Regions from separate parts of the Mus musculus genome. Here region 1 is linked to region 2. Evidence: chromatin contacts called from public promoter capture Hi-C data. All regions are on one chromosome and are shown on one strand. Each heading gives the region's core, a stretch centred on a gene start, on an enhancer-like site or on the middle of the called end of the contact. The rest is flanking DNA. Distances are from core to core; before and after follow the strand shown.

The links. Promoter capture Hi-C pulls out the DNA fragments that hold promoters and counts their contacts.
Region 1: a contact with region 2 is called in a promoter capture Hi-C map of hippocampal neurons, with 2.5 times the contacts expected there. The contact joins the enhancer-like site here to the promoter of B230208B08Rik in region 2. A contact is called at or near these places in 9 of 39 promoter capture datasets (cranial neural crest, embryonic stem cells, frontonasal cranial neural crest and 5 more), 5 of 484 Hi-C or Micro-C datasets (cerebral cortex, cortical neurons and forebrain) and 1 of 115 datasets of contacts at active chromatin or transcription factors (neural progenitor cells).

Annotation. Positions count from the first base shown.
Region 1 is chr4:80,516,376-80,519,295 of GRCm38.p6, reverse strand. All of the region lies in intron 1 of Gm32658 (a long non-coding RNA gene), which reads left to right. Among named protein-coding and RNA genes, the nearest start is that of Gm32658, 110 kb to the left of the region's middle. Within about 2 kb of position 1,660, at least 26 of the 459 cell types and tissues checked have an H3K27ac peak or open chromatin away from gene starts, as enhancers often do. A contact at or near this core is called in cortical neurons, forebrain, hippocampal neurons and 1 more, where this site is marked.
Region 2 is chr4:78,209,467-78,212,357 of GRCm38.p6, reverse strand. B230208B08Rik (a long non-coding RNA gene) reads right to left here and starts at 1,631. Exons shown (of 3, transcript XR_003955358.1): 1 at 1,443-1,631; 2 at 158-765. It overlaps Ptprd (protein tyrosine phosphatase, receptor type, D), which reads left to right and starts at 616. Exons shown (of 40, transcript NM_011211.4): 1 at 616-768.

The DNA.
Region 1 (2,920 bases), core at 411-2,910, 2.3 Mb before region 2:
GGTCTAGAAACTTTCCAAGACATTAAATGTTTTCTGTTCAGTATAGAGATCACGATGGTTGAGGAAAAAGAAATAAAAAACAATTAAAACAAACAAAATGGTTTTAATTAAGGAATAAATGAGTGTTTCAAAGGTTAAAACTTACATTGCACTTTGTAAATTCATGGATTCTGAGAAGATACTACTGGTGCTTTTGTGTATCACTGCCTTAACTTACATAGGTTTTTATTTTAGGCTATATCTGTTCCATCCCTTAAATGTTCTTATTACATGGTAGACATTCAGTACACTGTGTCTAACAATCGTTTGTATGTTTCAGAACAAATTTGGTTCTCATTTTCTTGTAAGGCAAGAGGAACATCAGCCAAGAGCAACTCTGGAAAATTCATGAGTTGGTGTGAATAGTGCCATTCTCCTGAATGTTTCTGAATAAAGGATTTTATTACAGCACATTCCACCTGAATCCCTGCTCCTTCTGTACCAAGCCAGCCATTGCTACAGAAAACTGTGTTGTTAAGGTGTTAAGACATCTGGTTCCAGTCAGTCCCTTCCTCTGCCACACTTGGTTCTCTCCTGGGATTCAATAAAGCTAAGTGCCTGGTGCCTCAGAATCTTTTGTCTTGTTCCTCTGGTAGGGATAATTGCTTGGGGACAAAGGAGGAAAGAGCATGTAATTTCTCACCATTGCTTGAAAATTAGATGCCAACAGCTGACTGAAATCTTGTGAACAATTTTATTTGAAAGCGATGATATCAGTTACCTGTTATATGCTTAAAAGATGCTATTACAAAGACAAAAGTTTTTACTGTTTGAATGTTTATGGTTTTTCAATAAAAGCCTAATTTAAAAAAAAACTAAAGAGACACAGCATTTTCTACACAAAATCATTCTATTGAACAGTAAAGGGTTATTTGCTTTCCCTATTTTTTTTATGGCTACATTGTATGCTGCATTTTATTTATCTGCCTGAACAGAAGGAGTATGGCTGAAATGTTGCATTGAGCCTTTCTTCCAGAAATAAATGTAATGCTGTTTTAGGAGTCATTAAAACAACTTGGCTAGACCTCAAGTTTGAAACCTTTTGACCTACAGTGATGTCATTGCTGGACTTCTTTACTGGTCTTCGTAACGATCAGCAACCTAGGTAGCAAAATATCCTAGGGCTAGGCTGAGCCACTGACTTGCCCAGTAGTTGTTGGGAAAGGCGGTTGCTGATCAGGAGATGCAATGCAGTGTTTTTCAGGCTCTATTAATAGACGAGTGCACAAATTTCACTTAACTACCACTGCTTAGATAGCTCTTTATAATATATTGCTAATTTCATCTTGGCACATTAGCATTATAAGCCTCAAGTTTCTTCTTTAAAAATGTGCTCCCCATCTGCTTCTGCTGTATTTTTGTACAGACATTGCTTCTAAAAGCAGAGGAGTGCTTTTCCTGATTCAAGAAGGTTCACTTAGAGAGAGTAGGAAAACTGAGGCACTCATGTGAATCCCTGAGTTGAAGCACACAGGTTTAGGGTGAGAAGTACTCAAGAGCAAATGACATGGTAAGCTCACTGTCTCAGCCAGCCTCCATGGTAGGTTCACTGAACCCCAGTGCAAACGGTAAATAGTCACATATTCGTCTGAGCCATGGAGGGGATTCTATTTCAAGAACGTCGACCTCATTCTACCATAATCCCTTGCTGCACTGTGCTGAGATCTCAAAGGGACATTGGTCTGACGCCTTCAGGGTATTTTTATTGCTGACACCAGATGGCGCTCGTACATTTTAAATTTTGCTTTGATCGGTCCTGTTTAAAATTTTAGCCACTTTTCAGGAAGATTTTGCTCAAAAGATTAAAGGTCACATATGTGTTCTTTCATGTAAAATCTAATAGAAAACTTTCATCTGTTCTTTAAGAGGCCTCGCCCCCTTTCATACACACAAACATTCACTGGAAAGTATTGTTGGTGAATATTGATTATTGTAGGAATGATTGAGGAAAGCCCACAACCACCTGTGTCTAATCATGTAGAAATTCAATTCGTTTAAAAATCGCTTTAATTTTAAAAATCAATCTTAGTCCGGATTTCATCGTTCTGTTTTATACTCTTGAGGGGCGGGGCACCATAAGAAACTAAGAATTACGTTTATCCATCATCACAGAAAACTGTGTGCAAATGAATTATCTGTGGAGCCTCAGGGACACCTGAGTTTTTCCTCTTACAATCTCGCTTGTTCTGCTTCATTCTTGCATTCCCAGATCAGTGTCTCTTTATTCCACTTAAACCTTCAAACGGATAATGGCATAAAATTAGACTCTGATTACAAGAGCAGCAATTGGGGCTGCTTTGCCCAGCCCCCTTCCTCTTCCTGTGAACAGATTACTTGTGAGAGAAAGGGCAGTTGTGAATTTGTTTTCTTTCCTGTGACTTTATTTGTACTGGATTTTTGCTTGCTGGCCTTGAACCTAGTTCTAAGAAGATCTATTTTTTCTGAGACTTTTAGTTTATTAATGATCTTTAAGATTTTACTGAGTTTTGTAAGACATTGTCCTCATTGCCTTGTGTATCTCTGAAAAACTGACATTTTTTTTTTAATTGGGAATATCCTTTGCTGACTTTAATTTTTTTTTTTTATTATTTATCTCTGTCCTTTGGTAGAAAGTGATGAGGGGAAAAACGTGAAATTACTAAATGTGATTTACAGAAAAGAGGCAATGATTATGTCCTTTATAATTAAGTTGACGAGAAGAGTGAAGAGGGTTTTAAAAACCCTATCTATCCCCAGTGCTAATATGCAAATTGCTCCTCGAAATATAATGAGCACCTTATCTAGTTCATGATATTTCATTTTGAAACTAACATTTTCCCCTCTTAATAGTCCAGAGGGTTATTGACCAAAGCGCATTGATTGACTCTGTTATGCTAATAGT
Region 2 (2,891 bases), core at 382-2,881:
GACAAGTGCTTCCTTCTCTCTTTCTCTCTCTCTCTCCATCCTCTGACTGTACTGCTCTGGTCCCTACATTTCAGACCCCAACTCTTCACCCCTTACCGCCAGCTTCCCTCCAAGAAACCTGGAGCAGGGCAGCAGGGACACCTGCAGAAGTGCGCACCTGGCCAGGCGCTGTCCAGCGCCCGGTAGCCGGAAGGTGCTCTCCACGCTGAGCTGGAGGCAAGGCCTGGCTGCCTGGGCTCGGGTCTCTGTCGCCACGGCAGCCAGCCGCCCCCCGCCGGTCCTGCCCGCCGCGGCCGCGCCGCCGCAGCCATCAAGTGGCTCGTTAAGGAAATGCAGGTGAGCGCGGGCGGCGCGCGGGGCCGTGTGCGAGCGCCTGTGCGCGAGCGCGAGCGAGCCAGCCAGCGGAGTGCGAGCCCCAGCATCCCGGGCGCTCCCTCCCGCAGCAGCCGCCCGTCCCGCCCCGCCCCGCCCCGCCCCGCCCGCGCGCACCGCCGCACCTGCGGGCACTCGCCCCGGCGTCTGCGGGACCCGCGGGCTCCGAGCGCGCCGCCACCCTCCCGCGCCGCCCTCGCACACGCAGATACCACTTTTAAAGAAGCCGAAGCGCTGCAGCCCACCGACGCCGAGCGAGCGCTGCCGGCTGAGGCCGTTGCTCTCCCTGTCTGCAGTTGAGCCCGGACCCTGGGACAGAAAGACAGTTCTCGGTTGGACTGGAAGAAAGGGAAGGAAGACTCCTCTGTTCCCGAGGAGAGCGGAGCGGCTGCCCTAGTAAGTAAAACTGCTCTCTGGTCTTGCTCTCCAAAGTGAGGCGTCTACCTAATGCTTCCTCCCGGTTCCTTTTACCAGGGAAGAACTTGCCTTATATAACTTGAGTAATTCCTACCTGAGAAGTGCTTCGCTAAACATTTTTGTGTGGGTTTCTTTGTGGAAGATCACTTAGGAGTGTCTCTCTGCATGTGCAGCATTCCCAGGAGTCTGATTGTTAAAGGCTCATTGTTCGAGGGCTGCTAGAAGACCTGGCTTGTGAACATGTTGGTTGGTTCTAAGATTGAAGCACTATTACCTAGGAAATCTTGAGGATTACCAGCCCATTGCCTCCTCCTTCCTGTAACCTTCAACCCTGGTCCACCCCCAAGTTCCATCCTTTGCTGACTTCAGTGGGTTGCTTGTTTTATCTTTAGTTGTAAGGAGCCCGAGCGAAATTAATTGGGTCAAGGGAAAGTTAAGAAAGATGGTTTGCAAGACTAGAATACAATCCTATTCGGATGACTTCATGTCTGTGAGGCGTTTCTGTGTGGAGGAAGTCCTGGCACAAGCCTAGGTGGAGAATCTGATGAAGTTAATTTGGAGTGGAACTGTGAAGAATGCAGTGTGAGAGCAGGCTGAGGCTGGGACTCTGACACAGCCGGTTATGAACTGTGACAGGCTCATCAGCTGCTGACAGGTTTAAGGTATCTCTGAAGGCTGAATATCGCTGCATCAAAAACTTTTGCAGGTAGCATTTCTCTTGGACTAGCATTCCCTGTCAGAGGCTGCAGCTTTTCTGTGCACGCAAGTAGGACACCCGTCCTCCCTCCCATCAAAGGGTTAATGGTACCATAAAAGAATAGGAGACATGTGTAGCCTGACATTCGCCAATATTTTGTAATATCTAAATAAAACCTTTATGTTATGTCAGGAAAAATATAGTTGAGTCAGTTTGTTTTGCACAAGAGGAAAGAGAATCAATAACGTTTCAGCATTTCCCCCTCTTTATCACTGCCAAATGGGTTCTGAATCTAATTCTTCTTGCATTGTTACATATACTGTAGGTACAGTAGGACTTGCAGGTTAGAAACAACTGAACCGATTTAAATGCAAAGTTCTTCGACATAATGGCCCTAATACAGACTGGAGTCAAATAGTGATAAGAAAAAAAGTCAATGTGATTTATCTTTAACACTCATTTTTTTTCTGCTAATATAATACATACTTTTCCAACAAAACCCTTGCAAATTTAGAAAATTAGACTGAGAATTACAACTAATTAGCAGGTCAAATTTCATTATAAGAATCACTTATCAATTAATGCTTATGAGAATTCTCATAATTAATTGAGACTTTTGTAGTCAAAAATCTTGTCACCTCTCAACTCAAATAGTTAAGTAAAAATTTCGTTGGACATCGATTTCAAAAAGTATGAAAAAAGCCAGAATGGTTGAAAATGGAAAAGCATTTAGAACTGTGCCATCTTGTTTGGGTGGTTCTGATTGTCTTGGGACATAAGTTTTAGAGTGATTGGACAGGACAGTGTACCCGATGATGATTCTGGTTACACAAAGTTGTAATGGAAGGGAATCACTTCAGAAAGATGTGTCATTGTCTCCTGAACATCACTTTATTTCTCACCCCTTGCTCTCCATTGCCATTCCTGTGATTGAATTTAAATAATTTAAACTGAGATCATTGGTTGATCAAATCTGGATTATATATATATATATGTTCTCTATAATTTGTGACCTCAAATCTCTAAGATGATGCATGACATTTGAAAAAAAATACATAAAGGGATAATTGTCCATAAGCTGTAGTACTTAAGAATGAACCAAACATTCAATTACATATATTTTAGTACGTATCTATTCCCACAGAATGCACAGGAGACCTGTTCGTTTCTGAAAGCAGAGACTTATCAGTTACATTGACAATGAACTGACACACATTCTGGCTCTGTTATCATTGTGTCAGTGTTAGGAAGGGCATCCTGAATTAAAGCTGTTTCTAGTCATGCCTACAGAGATACCTGGTAATTGTTTCTGTAACCATAGGGAGGGGAACCTTAGCCAGAATGATAAAATTGTTAGCTTTTTGACACCAGCTTTTTATGTCATACAGGAGTTGCAACTTTAAAG